3 separate regions of the Mus musculus genome follow, and regions 1 and 3 are each linked to region 2. A link is a contact called in public Hi-C and promoter capture Hi-C data. All regions are on one chromosome and are shown on one strand. The core of a region is the stretch at or near the end of the contact, and the rest is flanking DNA. Distances in the headings are between cores, read along the strand shown.

Evidence for each region. A called contact is a pair of places that touch in the nucleus more often than the background predicts. Capture Hi-C pulls out chosen DNA fragments and counts their contacts.
Region 1: a contact with region 2 is called in a Hi-C map of muscle stem cells, with 2.6 times the contacts expected there. The contact joins two enhancer-like sites. A contact is called at or near these places in 2 of 484 Hi-C or Micro-C datasets (muscle stem cells and ventricular fibroblasts), 2 of 115 datasets of contacts at active chromatin or transcription factors (embryonic basal ganglia and embryonic stem cells) and 1 of 9 other capture datasets (liver).
Region 3: a contact with region 2 is called in a promoter capture Hi-C map of adipose tissue. The contact joins two enhancer-like sites. A contact is called at or near these places in 2 of 9 other capture datasets (adipose tissue and liver).

Annotation. Positions count from the first base shown.
Region 1 is chr9:36,945,245-36,949,224 of GRCm38.p6, reverse strand. The region is part of intron 5 of Pknox2 (Pbx/knotted 1 homeobox 2); the gene reads left to right. Among named protein-coding and RNA genes, the nearest start is that of Gm34652, 27 kb to the left of the region's middle. Within about 2 kb of position 1,889, at least 17 of the 459 cell types and tissues checked have an H3K27ac peak or open chromatin away from gene starts, as enhancers often do. A contact at or near this core is called in muscle stem cells, where this site is marked.
Region 2 is chr9:37,083,736-37,087,772 of GRCm38.p6, reverse strand. All of the region lies in intron 1 of Pknox2 (Pbx/knotted 1 homeobox 2), which reads left to right. Gm34538 (a long non-coding RNA gene) reads right to left here. Exons shown (of 7, transcript XR_003948122.1): 7 at 3,899-3,950. Among named protein-coding and RNA genes, the nearest start is that of Gm34538, 48 kb to the right of the region's middle. Within about 2 kb of position 2,317, at least 45 of the 459 cell types and tissues checked have an H3K27ac peak or open chromatin away from gene starts, as enhancers often do. A contact at or near this core is called in adipose tissue and muscle stem cells, where this site is marked.
Region 3 is chr9:37,227,802-37,231,619 of GRCm38.p6, reverse strand. Slc37a2 (solute carrier family 37 (glycerol-3-phosphate transporter), member 2) reads left to right here. Exons shown (of 19, transcript NM_001145960.1): 19 at 1-2,471. Among named protein-coding and RNA genes, the nearest start is that of Tmem218, 21 kb to the right of the region's middle. Within about 2 kb of position 1,584, at least 137 of the 459 cell types and tissues checked have an H3K27ac peak or open chromatin away from gene starts, as enhancers often do. A contact at or near this core is called in adipose tissue, where this site is marked.

The DNA of each region.
Region 1 (3,980 bases), core at 640-3,139, 140 kb after region 2:
GTTTCTCTCTGCTTGCGCAAGCTCACTCTCAGCATCCGCCCTGGTCCAGGAACCTTTGCTGGCTTACCAGTGAGAGAACTCCTTTATGGCAATTCCAGAAGCCCTGCTTTAAACCCTTTCCCCCACTGTTTTCTTGGTGTTTTTTGCATACTGCACACCGAAGACTTAAACCAGTCCCCCAGTTCCCATGAACTACTCAGCAGAGAGCCTCAACACTGGTGTGTCCCACCCCCTGAGATCTCATACTAAGTCCAACTGTCACTCAACAAACCAAGGTGAATTCCTAAAGTGCTATGTATATTACACCCATTCCCGTTGCATCCAGACTGGGTTCCTCTCAAATCCATACCTGTGGGGGAAGGGAGGAAACAGGACAGCAAGTATCTGAGTATCGGTCAGATCACTCCCAGGAGAGCATCTTGAAGGTCACAGAATCCTGAGGCTTGATCCCGACAGTCCTTTTAGCTGGAGGTGCAAATTCAGCTTAGCAACCCATGCTAGGCAGGGGAAGTAGAATAATGTTCTAGAAATAGACGTGGTGATAACTAACTTTGTCACCTTGGGCGAGTTAATCTCTCAGAGCCTCCATTTTCTCAACTGTAGAAAAGAAAACACTAATACCCAGGATAAAGTTACATAACATTAGGTAATGCCCAGTGCCTACAGCAGTGTGTTGAGTGGCCTGGAGGTCTTAAGCATAGGCCCATCTTGTGTGGCTTTGGCCTACTCAGTCTGAAACACTCAGTGATGTAGGTCTCGGAATTAGGATAGCAGCCTTGGCAGCTGCATAGTACACGCGCTGGCTCCGCAACTGGGCACTCAGTGTTTCTATGTCCCAGCTTCCTCCTCTCTAAATGTGAGTGAGCGTAACACTGTATCTTCATCAGGACTGCCTAGAGGATTAGATTGCACAGGCAAAGGCTTAGTAAAGAACCTGGGTGGGGGCAGGTGCTGGGGAGAGGCTCAAGTGCTTGCAGCTGGAACATGGATATCTGAGTTTGGATCTCTAAAAACAAACAAAACAGGGCAGGGCAAGTGCTTATTTGTAATGGCAGTGATGGGGGTGTTTGGGCAAGCACCCATCTCAAAAATAAGGTGGGAATGAAAGCAGAAGACATCTGACATTAACCTCTGGCTCTCTTCTGCATGGGCAAGTATGCTCCCACACACGTGTGCAGGCACACACCACATGTGCACACCTGGCTGATGGTAAGCATTCTCTGTGGGTGTCAGCTGCTGTTGAACGTTTTGGGAAATTGAAGCAAGCAGGGTCATCAGGTCTAAGGAGCAAAGGGCAGGGCTCTGGTGATGGGAGCGAGCTCCTAACCAAGTGGTTTTCACAGTGCTACTCAACGAAGCATTTATTCAGTGTACTGTGTGCATGTAGAGCATTATATTAAGTCCTGAAGGCATTGCTCAATGAAGAAATGTGCAGGCAGGGCAGGGGGAGGGGGAGGGAGAGGGGGAGAAGGAAATGGACATAAAGAGTAACTGAAATATATATTTGGCACATAATAAGGGATCTAAAAAAGTATCCAAATATCTGACTTAAGGCATCTGCCCTGTGTGGGAGAGTCAAATTTTCCCAAGGGAGGCAAACCCTGAGAGAGTGGCAGTAAAGTTGCCCTTTTAGGGGCTAGGCTGAGAGATGCTAGGAAGTCAGTGTCCCTAGGATCAGGCTAGACAAGTGGCAGGGGTACTGTTGTGACTGTCCTCTGCAGCAGCTTCCTGGCCAGCACCCTGGGAACTGCCACTTCCTAACTATGCGTCACTGAGGGAATTTGTCCACCCTGTGACCAAAGAGTGTTCTGGCTACAAGTAAGTGACCCTAGGGCTTTACTCTTTGTCTTCACTGGCACTATACTTGGTCACTTACGGAATGTGTTGGGTAAGGTGGCCTGAGGATAGCATGAGAGAGATGGAGACATTCCAAGGAAGAATTGGGACCAGAGCTCTGGGCCAAGGCTTCTGAAGTATTAGATACAGGGAACAGATGTTCCAGGCTGTGTCCTTGGCAAGGCTTTGTGAACTAGAAACTTTAGTGACCATTGCATGCTCTCGGGAGCAGCTGGATCTGCTGGCATGGGAAGTAACATCTTAGCTAACGGCCGCCACCAAGGGTTCCAGCCTACTGGGGCCATTATCTGAGAAGTGATATCATACTCTTGTTTCTCTAGTTCCAAGGAGAGCACACTCTATCCCCTTGCCACTGGCATCTGAAGGCTCTCGGCTCAAGCTTAGCTTTTCCACAGGTTATTGGAAGGCCAGGGGATTGCAGCTACCTTGTTCTAGAGCAGTATGTATGCCCAGAGGTGGCAAATGCTGTGTTTCCACCAATCAGTCCTAGTCTAGGTAGAGCTGCATTGTCCAGAGACTGTGTTCACACCCCACCTGGTCATAACTTACTGATAAGAGATCCAGGAATCTAGAAGCCCAAAAACGTATCCTCACAAGGTTATGCACTGCTTGGTACACGGAGACCTCAATGACAAGAGTCTACAACTGAGATGCATACTCCATTGTCCCTCCTTACAAAGTCGTCAGTACTGGGTCTCCCTAGTAGTGCAGATGAGGTGAGTGGAGTGGGAGAAGAGCATCCTGGGGCTTTAGGACTTCTGTCTCCAAAGGCTTCTTACCAGTCAGCCAACCCAACCCACTCCTCCATTAACTAGCAGCACTCTGCATTTCTTAGACATTGGTTCATTTTCATAGTCATGTGGAAAGAACATAGACTAAGGCTTTGGGCTTCTAACTCTATCACTGGGCAAAATCACTGACCCTCTTTGGAAAGGGTTTTCTACCCTATAGAGTAGACATCCAAAGAGAAATGGAGAGAGAAAAAGAGAGAGTGTGCCTGGCACATCAAAAAACAACATCAACATGATATCTCAACAATGTGGATGAACCCTTGTTCCCACACAGAAATGTTGTTAGCAGATGTACTTCTAGACGCCTATCTGATAAAACAAAGATTTCCTGTCTTGGCAAAAGTCTTGATGATTTAGGATACTCGGGGTAGCTTGGCTTTTGACCCCAAGACTCGAGGACTGTGACAGAAAGAGGGGGACAAAGTGATTCAAATTAGCCAGTGAGATCGCTCTGCAGGTAAAGGGGCTTGCTGCCAAGCCTGATGACTTGAGTTTGATCTCCAGAACCCACATGGTAGAAAGAGAGAACAAAACCTCCAAGCTGTCCTTTTACCTCCCCATGTGCACCCACCCACCCACACACCTAAATAAATGAATGTAAAAAAAAAATCCAAAATTCCACATGGGAGAGATGGAAGAGTTCATTATTCGGAGTTTAGACATCCAAGTTTACGTTTCAAATCATTTGTTTGTTTGGTAAAATCATTCAACCAGCATATCAGGTTGCTATTTAGTCGAATTGGGTGTGTTAAGTGCACAGGGTAGATTGCAGTAAGTATTTTATAAGAGCGTCTTATAACCCAACAAGTGCCACCAAATACGTGTGGGTGAGGTTCAGTCCCTGCCAGTGACCAAGGCAAAGTGGATGGAGACCCCTTCTCCTCCCCTAACCCGGTAATCTGCTGCAGTGTGACCTGTTTGTGAACTGGCTGGATTTCAGGTGACCAGGATAAAAGCTTGGACTGCCTCTGCCTCTCCTTAGCTGCCTAATTTCAGGGAAAGCTGGTTCTTTCCTGTGCTTGTTACCACTGCTTTTCACCATGGGGCTGGGCAGGAGTCTCATGGGAGAGGTTTTTAGATTTTTGCTCTTGTAGACTAGACTTAGCATCCACATTGTTGAGATTACATATTGATTTTGTTTTTTGATGTGCCAGGCTCTCTCTCTGTCTCTCTCTCTTTCTCTTTGTCTCTCTCTCTTTCTGTTTCTCTTTCTCTGTCTGTCTCTGTCTGTCTTCCTGTCTCTCTCTTTCTCTCTTTCTCTGTGTGTGCGTGTATGTGTGTGTGTGTGTGTGTGTGTGTGTGTGTGTGCGTGCATGTACACAAATGTGCATA
Region 2 (4,037 bases), core at 1,068-3,567:
ATATCACATTCAGAGTGAAGAAGATAGCCTGAAATCCTAATTCTTGTCATATTGCTGCATGGCTCCATGCCTTTGATGTAGGGTTTCCCTACTGATATCATCACATAGTGCAGTCTTTGGAAAGCTCCAATGTATCAATCCCATGGATGTATGCACGATGTGTCTTTGTTGATGCGTAGTAAAAAACAAAAGATAGGAACAACATGGAGAAGTTGCATGTGAATAAGTGTGTATGTGTGTGTGAGAGAGGGGGGAGAGGGAGGAAGGGAGGGAAGGAGGGAGGGAGGGAGAGAGAGAGAGAGACAGACAGACAGACAGACAGACAGACAGACATAGGGACAGAATGCCCTCATCCCTAACCCAGATATCTCCAATTGACAACCAGTTGTAAATAAAAATTTAGTCTTCTCCAAGAGGGTCTCACTGGGGAAACAAACTACTCTTAAGGGTAGACTACATGTTCAGCAGTAGATGGCCCGCAGAAAATGAAGCCAATGGCATCTTTGAATGTTCCTTGTCTCATAATGTTATGTCAAGACTTTGACTTCTTTTCTTTCCTTTATTTTTAAAAATTATCTTATTTTTATTTTATTTACATATATATTTAATTTTTTCTTCCTTCTTTTTACTCCATGGGTCTTCTGCATGTGCACATACCCACCCCCACACACACACATCTATATCTATCTATGTGTGTGTGTGTGTGTGTGTGTGTTAGTTTTGTTTTATTTAATTATATTACATTTTATTATTGTTCCTTTAAAATATGTTTATTTTCTTTTTCTTTTTTAATATGTTAAATCCCCTGGCTGTTTTGAGAGGCCTGATAGAGGAACTGGGAATAGAACTCCTGTCCTCTAGAAAAACAGAAAGTGGTCTTTACCACTGAACCACCTCTTCAGCTCCTTTCCTGTTTGTTTTCTAATGAAAGACAGAAGGGGTGGACCTGAATAGGAGGGAAGGGGAGGAGGAATTGAGAGCGGTAGAGGGAGGAGAAACCATAATCAGGATATAGTATGTGATTTTTTAATAGGAACAGGATTTTCAATAGGAGCAGAGGTAGGGGTAAGAAATAAGTAGAGTTAAGAGGAAAGAAAGAAAGTTAGAGACAGAAAGAAACAGAGAGACAGATGAGAAATAGACAGCTGGAGACAGAAACAAAGATGACAAATGGAAATGAGTGGGAAAAGAGAGTGACTTGAAGCATTTGTGTCAATTCTTGGAGAATGTAACACAATGTGCTTTGATCATGTCCGCCCCTCATCCTGTCACATCTATCTCTTTACCTCCACCTCCCCACTGCTTCTCTACTTCCCCCACAGAGTTTAGCTAGTGTTACCCTACTTCTGGGAGTGAGGCATGCCCTGGAGTGTGGTCAGTCCTCCAGGGGTCACACCATTACACAAAGGTGACTCTTCTTCCCCCGGAAGCTATCAAATGCCAACAGTTCCTCAGCTAGGAATGGGGTTTCATGCCTATCTTCCTCTTTCCATTCTTGGATTTTGTTTGGCTGAAGCTTGTCTCAGGTCTTGTCTACACTGTCACAATTCCCCTGAGTTCATATGTGCAACTGCCCTGTTTGAGAGGATATGATTTTGATGATGTTTTAATCATTCAATTCAACGAATGACCCTTAGTTGTAAGACATTTGATCTCCTTTTGTAGGCTGTATTATGCTAGAAGATGATGCTGAAAGATGGCATGATTAATATTTTATCAAAATAAGAATTATCAGAGCTTTTATGACCTGAGTTCAGATCCTATCACTTGCATAACTCTCCAGCTGCTGCGATCTTGCATGAGCCTGTAAGCACAGTGTTGGGGGGCCGAGGGTGCTAGCGGGTGTGGAGAAAGGGGATGCTAAGGCTTGCTGACTACCAGCCCAGTCTAGTCAAAAGACACAAGCTCCAGGTTCAGTGGGAAACTCTGCTTCAAAGGAATAAGGTTCAGAGTAATAGAGGAAGGTACCTAAAGTTCTCCTCTGGCTTCTGCATTTGTGAATAGCTGCATACACACACACACACACACACACACACACACACACACACACGCACACACACACACTATACCCATACACATACAGTAAGTAGAAATGTCATTTTAAACATACTGTCTGTCTTACTCTGTCTCTGTTTCACTCTGTCTCTGTGTCTGTCTGTCTCTCTCTCTCCCCTCCCCCCCCCTCACAAATATGTGTGTGCTCTTTTTTTATTTTGCTGATGGCTGAAGGCCAAATCTGGGACACTATTCCTTGGCACAGCTTTTCATCTAGTGCAGGAAGCTCCTTCAGGACTATGAGTCACTATTTGGAATGAAGCCTTATTCACTCTGAGTGTTTCTCATTATTAGAGAATCCCTTGTTATGCGAAGACTAGCTTCCCCTAGAATCTTTGATTAGTCTTGAGCTTGCCTTCTAGAATAATGTAGTCTCTTTTTTGTGGTTTCTGTATGCATTTGGATGTCTATTCTGAGGACGAGGGGCCAGGCGGCTTTAGGCAATGGTGTCCTAACTCTGTCACCAGTGGGTACTAAGAATGACAAAAGGCAGATACAGGTCCGATTTCTTCTTCTGTGTCTTCTTCTTACTGAGAAGAATGCAATAATACCTGGTACTCAGTGAGTGCTTGCTTTGTATGGGACACTATTCTAACATGCCTTAGGTTGTATGGTACCCCACAATCCTCCCAACCACTCTCAGAACTTGAGATTTAATTAGTCCTATTTTAAAGATGAAAAACTAAGGCACAAAGGGGTTTGGGAACTTACCCATAGTCAAGTTTGTATTGAACCATGATACCAGAGCCCGCCCTTGTGACTATTAGACTTTTTCTCCTCTCTCTTTTACTCATTGATGTCAAAGTTCTTAAAATATGAGGGCATTACAGCATACAGAACTAATATGACCTGGTAAGTCCAGGGACATCATCAGTGCCTCAGCCAAGACACTGTATGGCTATTAAGATCACATTTAACAAGTTTGGCAGCACCCAGAACTTATCCCGAGATTGCACTGAACTCAGATGACCCACGGTTTTTCTGTTGTTGTTTTTCAAGCTAGTTCAATCCATTCTGGTTCTGCAATTGATTTTTTTTTTAGTATACGAGTTAGGTTTTGTGTATATTTACTTGTCAAATCATTTTCTACAGTTACTTCAAGAAAATGGATTTGAATGTGGACATAAAGTATAATTTGATAGTCTCAAGTAATGAGATTGTGGACAAATTTCCTTGTGACTTTCAAAATTATTTAATTTGTGGTTGTCATGATGTTGGTGTGCAAGAAATAAAAGCTGGTGATGGAAAAATGAACATTCTAGTTTAGGCCATCTTTATTATTATTATCATTATCTTGTTCAGTGCTTTATAGCAATCTGGATTCTGATCCTCGAGCACAGCAGCTTCCCTTCTTGACTTAATATCATGTGCAAATGAAAAGACAGAGATATCCTCTAAGTTGTTGGTGTCTCAGGTGGACAGACCCAAAGGGCAGGGAGAGAGCACATTGTCTCATCAAATACACTCTAGATCAGTGGTTCTCAACCTCTCTAGTCCTGTGACATTTTAACATAAAATAGTAGAATATAAATATTTAATAAATTATTATAAATTATAAAATTATGAATAATAAGTTATTTTAACATTTGAATAAAGTATAGATTTAATAAAACAGTAAAATATAAAAATCCTTGTGTTGTGGTGACCCTGAAAGATAAAATTATTTTTAAGTAAGGTGGTGGCAACATTTTAAACACAGGACCTATTCCTGGGTATTCAATGCATCTAGATCATGGAGTAGACACCTGATAAATGTATGCCTCTATTGTTTTTAAAGTCTTACCCCAAAAAAGAAAAGAAAAACATGCCTTTTATTTTTCTAAATTGTCTTTATTGTTCTTTTTCATGCACAGTTTTCTTTCAACCCCCTCTGGACTTTTCACCTTAAGTTCCTCCTGTATAGGAAAGGGGAAATGATATGATTATATTATAATCTCAAAACTTTTAAAAATTAAAAAAAAAAGTTCTTCCTGTCGCAAGAC
Region 3 (3,818 bases), core at 335-2,834, 140 kb before region 2:
ATGGGCCACCCCTGCTGGGTACCCAACTTATGAGCAAGAGAATGGAAGCTTCCATCACAGGGAGAGGCAAAGCCTCCTGATCTAACTGGTCTAGCCCCAAGCTACATTGCCACTAAGGAAGGGTACAGAAAACTCTATGGGAAGGGGCTGCTGAGCACCAAGCATGGGAACATGGCAGACTTCAAGGCCTGAGCTCTGGGAACTGCAATCAGAAGGAATGGGCTGAAAGCAGAAAGGAAGGACAGGTTCAGACTCTTGCTTGTTTGGATTCCAAGGCCTGGAAAAGGTGCATCTCTCCTTCCCATGTTAAATTATAAACCTCTGTAATTATCCTGTACCTATGAGGGATTTCACCTTGTTTCAAAGGTGCTGGGCCTCTCTCTCTCTCTGTTTCTGTCTCTGTGTCTGTCTCTGTCTATGAACTATTCTTTCTGTATTTCTCCAAGTAGGACCCTGTTGATCTATCCTCCACTCGATCCTGTTGATAACTCAGCCACTTTGAAGCATTAGTGCTGCCTTTGCAGAGTCAAGGCTTGGATGGGGTACGGGAGCTGTCATAAGTACTAAATGTAGGGGAACTTGCTCTCGGGCTCTTGACCGTGTCCACCCTCAGAGCCCAGTACCTTCCTTGCCTCACTCTTAAGATGCCTCAGTGGATGAAGACATCAGGGTCAGTTTGGTGAAGACTAAGGTGTTGTATACAACTGCAAATGCCAGTGTGAATTAAGCACTGGGTGCTCAAGTCATGACAGCTGTCCTTTAAGAACAAACAGGAAGTGGCTATGGGAAGAACTTAACCCTGAACATAGGTGCCAAGTTTAGCAAGAAATGAAGATACCACTGGAAACATCTGCGTAACTGCTACTGAGCAGTTGCTAGGAGACACCTTGCAGCCACCCTCTGCCTGGTGTTCTGATGCCCCTTCCTTCCGCTCTTGAGTCCTGGTTCACGACATGCCAGGCTGACTCCTGGCATTTCCGCCTGACCTCTAAGCTGCCCATCAGCACCAATACAGATTTCCTTTGCCAACTGTGCCACTGCTTATCCTTGGTAGGGCCTGGCATAGCAGCAGCCATGGGGCTCGTGAGGGGCAGTAAAGCATTGTCACATGAACAACAAAGATTGGTGTTCTGGGGCTGCGACAGCTGTCTTTCCCAGAGGGCATTGCTCATGACATTGATAACACTGTGCAATCCAGCAGGAGCCTAGACCCCCATACAAGATACATCCATTGCATTTACTAGGATGTTGTGTCAGTCAGTGTGTTAGCTAGATACACTGGCCTCAGCAATAAAATATAAAGCTCACTTGCCTGGTTCTCACTTTAGTCCTGCAGGAAGCAGTCAGTCAGGCACATCTTATCCTCAGGACCTGGTACAGGGCAGGGGCTGGCACATGGTAGTCTGCTCAGTGTTCACAAATCCCTCAAGACCAGAAAGACTGACCTTATGTGGAAAGGACAGACTTTAAGGCAAAGCTGTGTTACTTCTGTAGGCCACTAGATGGTGATAGCATCCCGTAGTAGAGTCCAGGGCAGGCAGGGTTGCTATTCCTTCCTCTGCAGAGAAGGAAGACTCTGCTTTCCTGACACAGCCTCTTGAGAGATCAGTGTGGGAGGAGTGGTTCTAGGAGGTCTTCTCTATCTCAGCCTCATTACTTACCACATTCTTCCTGTCTCCTCATCTACACAGGGGAATAACATTGCTCAAGGCATGGGACTGGTGTGAAGGGAGATAAGTGTTAGTCACACTTGCTGCTCTTGTCTCCTTTGCAGAGAAGACAGACTATGAAAATAGAAACAACACAAGCTACAAAGCAATGACCTCAGTTGAGGGCTACATCATTCATTAGTTCAGACCTGATGCGACAGGACTGGTGGGCAGGGCCAGTAGGGGCGATCCTGGTGGCTTCACGTGTGACAGTATTTGAAGGAAGAATCCAAGGGCCTTGGATGATCAATATGAAAAGGCAGTGAGAAGCAGAAGACAGAAGAAGCTAATATAAATCTTGTCATGCTGTCCTATGCTGGGATAAGGACCAGAGCATGGACACACGCACACATGCACTCCAGGCAGGCAAGAGAGTCATTAGAAAGCTTCAAAAGATTTGTGAGAGCCCAGAGCCAGGCTTCAAAAATGAAGGCTTAGGCTGGAGGTGTAAGAAGAGGGTTGGAGAAAACCCCAAAGGCTGAGGATCACCACCCCCATGGACCGTTCTGCACTCGCTTGCCAGGCCAGGTTCTCTGCACCCTCCTCATCCCCCCAACACGCCAGCTCTGCGCACAGTTTGTTCACTAGAGGCCTGGTACCTGTCTTCTCTCAGGCCTCTGCACTCACACGGGGCTAATGCAGGAACATTACCTTAATTAGTTATTCATTTAATTTAACTTCACATTTGGTCTCAATTAAGCTTAAAATGTTCTTCCTTATAGATGCTACAATAGCACGTGTAATTAAAAGGCAATAACTCTTTGTGTTTCTCCTTTAGAGACCCACTGGGAGGCTGGGCTAGTGTGTATGAGGAGTGGCAGGTGGGAAGTAGCTGGAAGGGAAAGAGCCTCTTGTAGAGCTGAGAATTTTAAGGCTTCACTGAAGGAGTGAGGAAGGACCTAAACATGGGACCAGACAGAGGGTGGGGAGGGCCGCTGCAGGGAGCCATGAGACCTAGACAAAGCAACCGACCTTGTCCACGAGGCTATGGGAATAAGGGAGGTTTGGGGGTGGAAGGAGGCCATCCTTACAGCTAAGAAATGGAACCCTATATCCTGTAGAAGGTGTAATGCCTCCCCCCCCCCAGACTGTCTACACCCTAATTCTTAGATCCCATAAATATATTGTGCTACATGATAAACGAGACTTCTTGAGATGGGTTGTCAACTGAGCCCAGGATAACTACAAGGCTCTCATGAATGACAGTGAGGCAGGGGTGGAAAACAGTGGAAGATGTTACATTGCTGATTTCTGAATGCAGAAAGGGCTCATCAACCCTGGAATGTGAGGGACTTCTAGAAGCTAAAGAATGCAAATAGGTCCTCCCCTAGAATCTCTCCTACAGTATTGTCCTTAGCCCTGTGAGACAGTAAGATAATACATGTGCATTGTTCTAAGCCATGTGAAGTTTGTAATGTTTTACAGCAGCAATAGCAAACTCATACGCATCATTAGTGCAAAACAGGCATGACCGACTTACAGTCAGAAGCATAGAAAAACTGGAGCTCCCAGTGCTGGGAAGCTGGCTCAGTGGGTAAAATGCTTGCCGGGTAAGCATGAGGACCCGAGTTTGACTCCCAGAACACGCTCGAAGAAGAAAAGTATGGGGGCAAGTTAATTGTCCAGCACTCGAGAGGCAGAAACAGGAAGATAGTAAGCTCCAGACAGTGAGAATTTACCTAAGACAAACAAAAATCAAGATGGATGGCATCTGACAATGACACCTGAGGTTAACTTATGGCCTCCACATGCATACATATCCACCAGGCATGTGCACGTGCATGAGCCAAAAACCTCAAAGATTAACAGGTATACAGGGGTGGCCACATAGCACCGAGTACAGCAGCATCCTTACCATCCTTTTAGAAATAACTCTAAAGGGGATGTGCCCTCTTTTGGCTGCTGCACAGTGCCCCAATCAGAGCTCATCAATGACATCATCTTTAAGTATACTTCAACTACTTTAACCCCCACTCCTGCCCAATTCCAGGCTTCCTCCCCACAATCAACAGCTCCTTCTAGGGGTTTCTCTCAAGTGGATCTGTGTGGCCTGAATTTGGTCCCTTTAATCCTGTTTGTACCTTACAGACACATAGTGTAATATAAGTG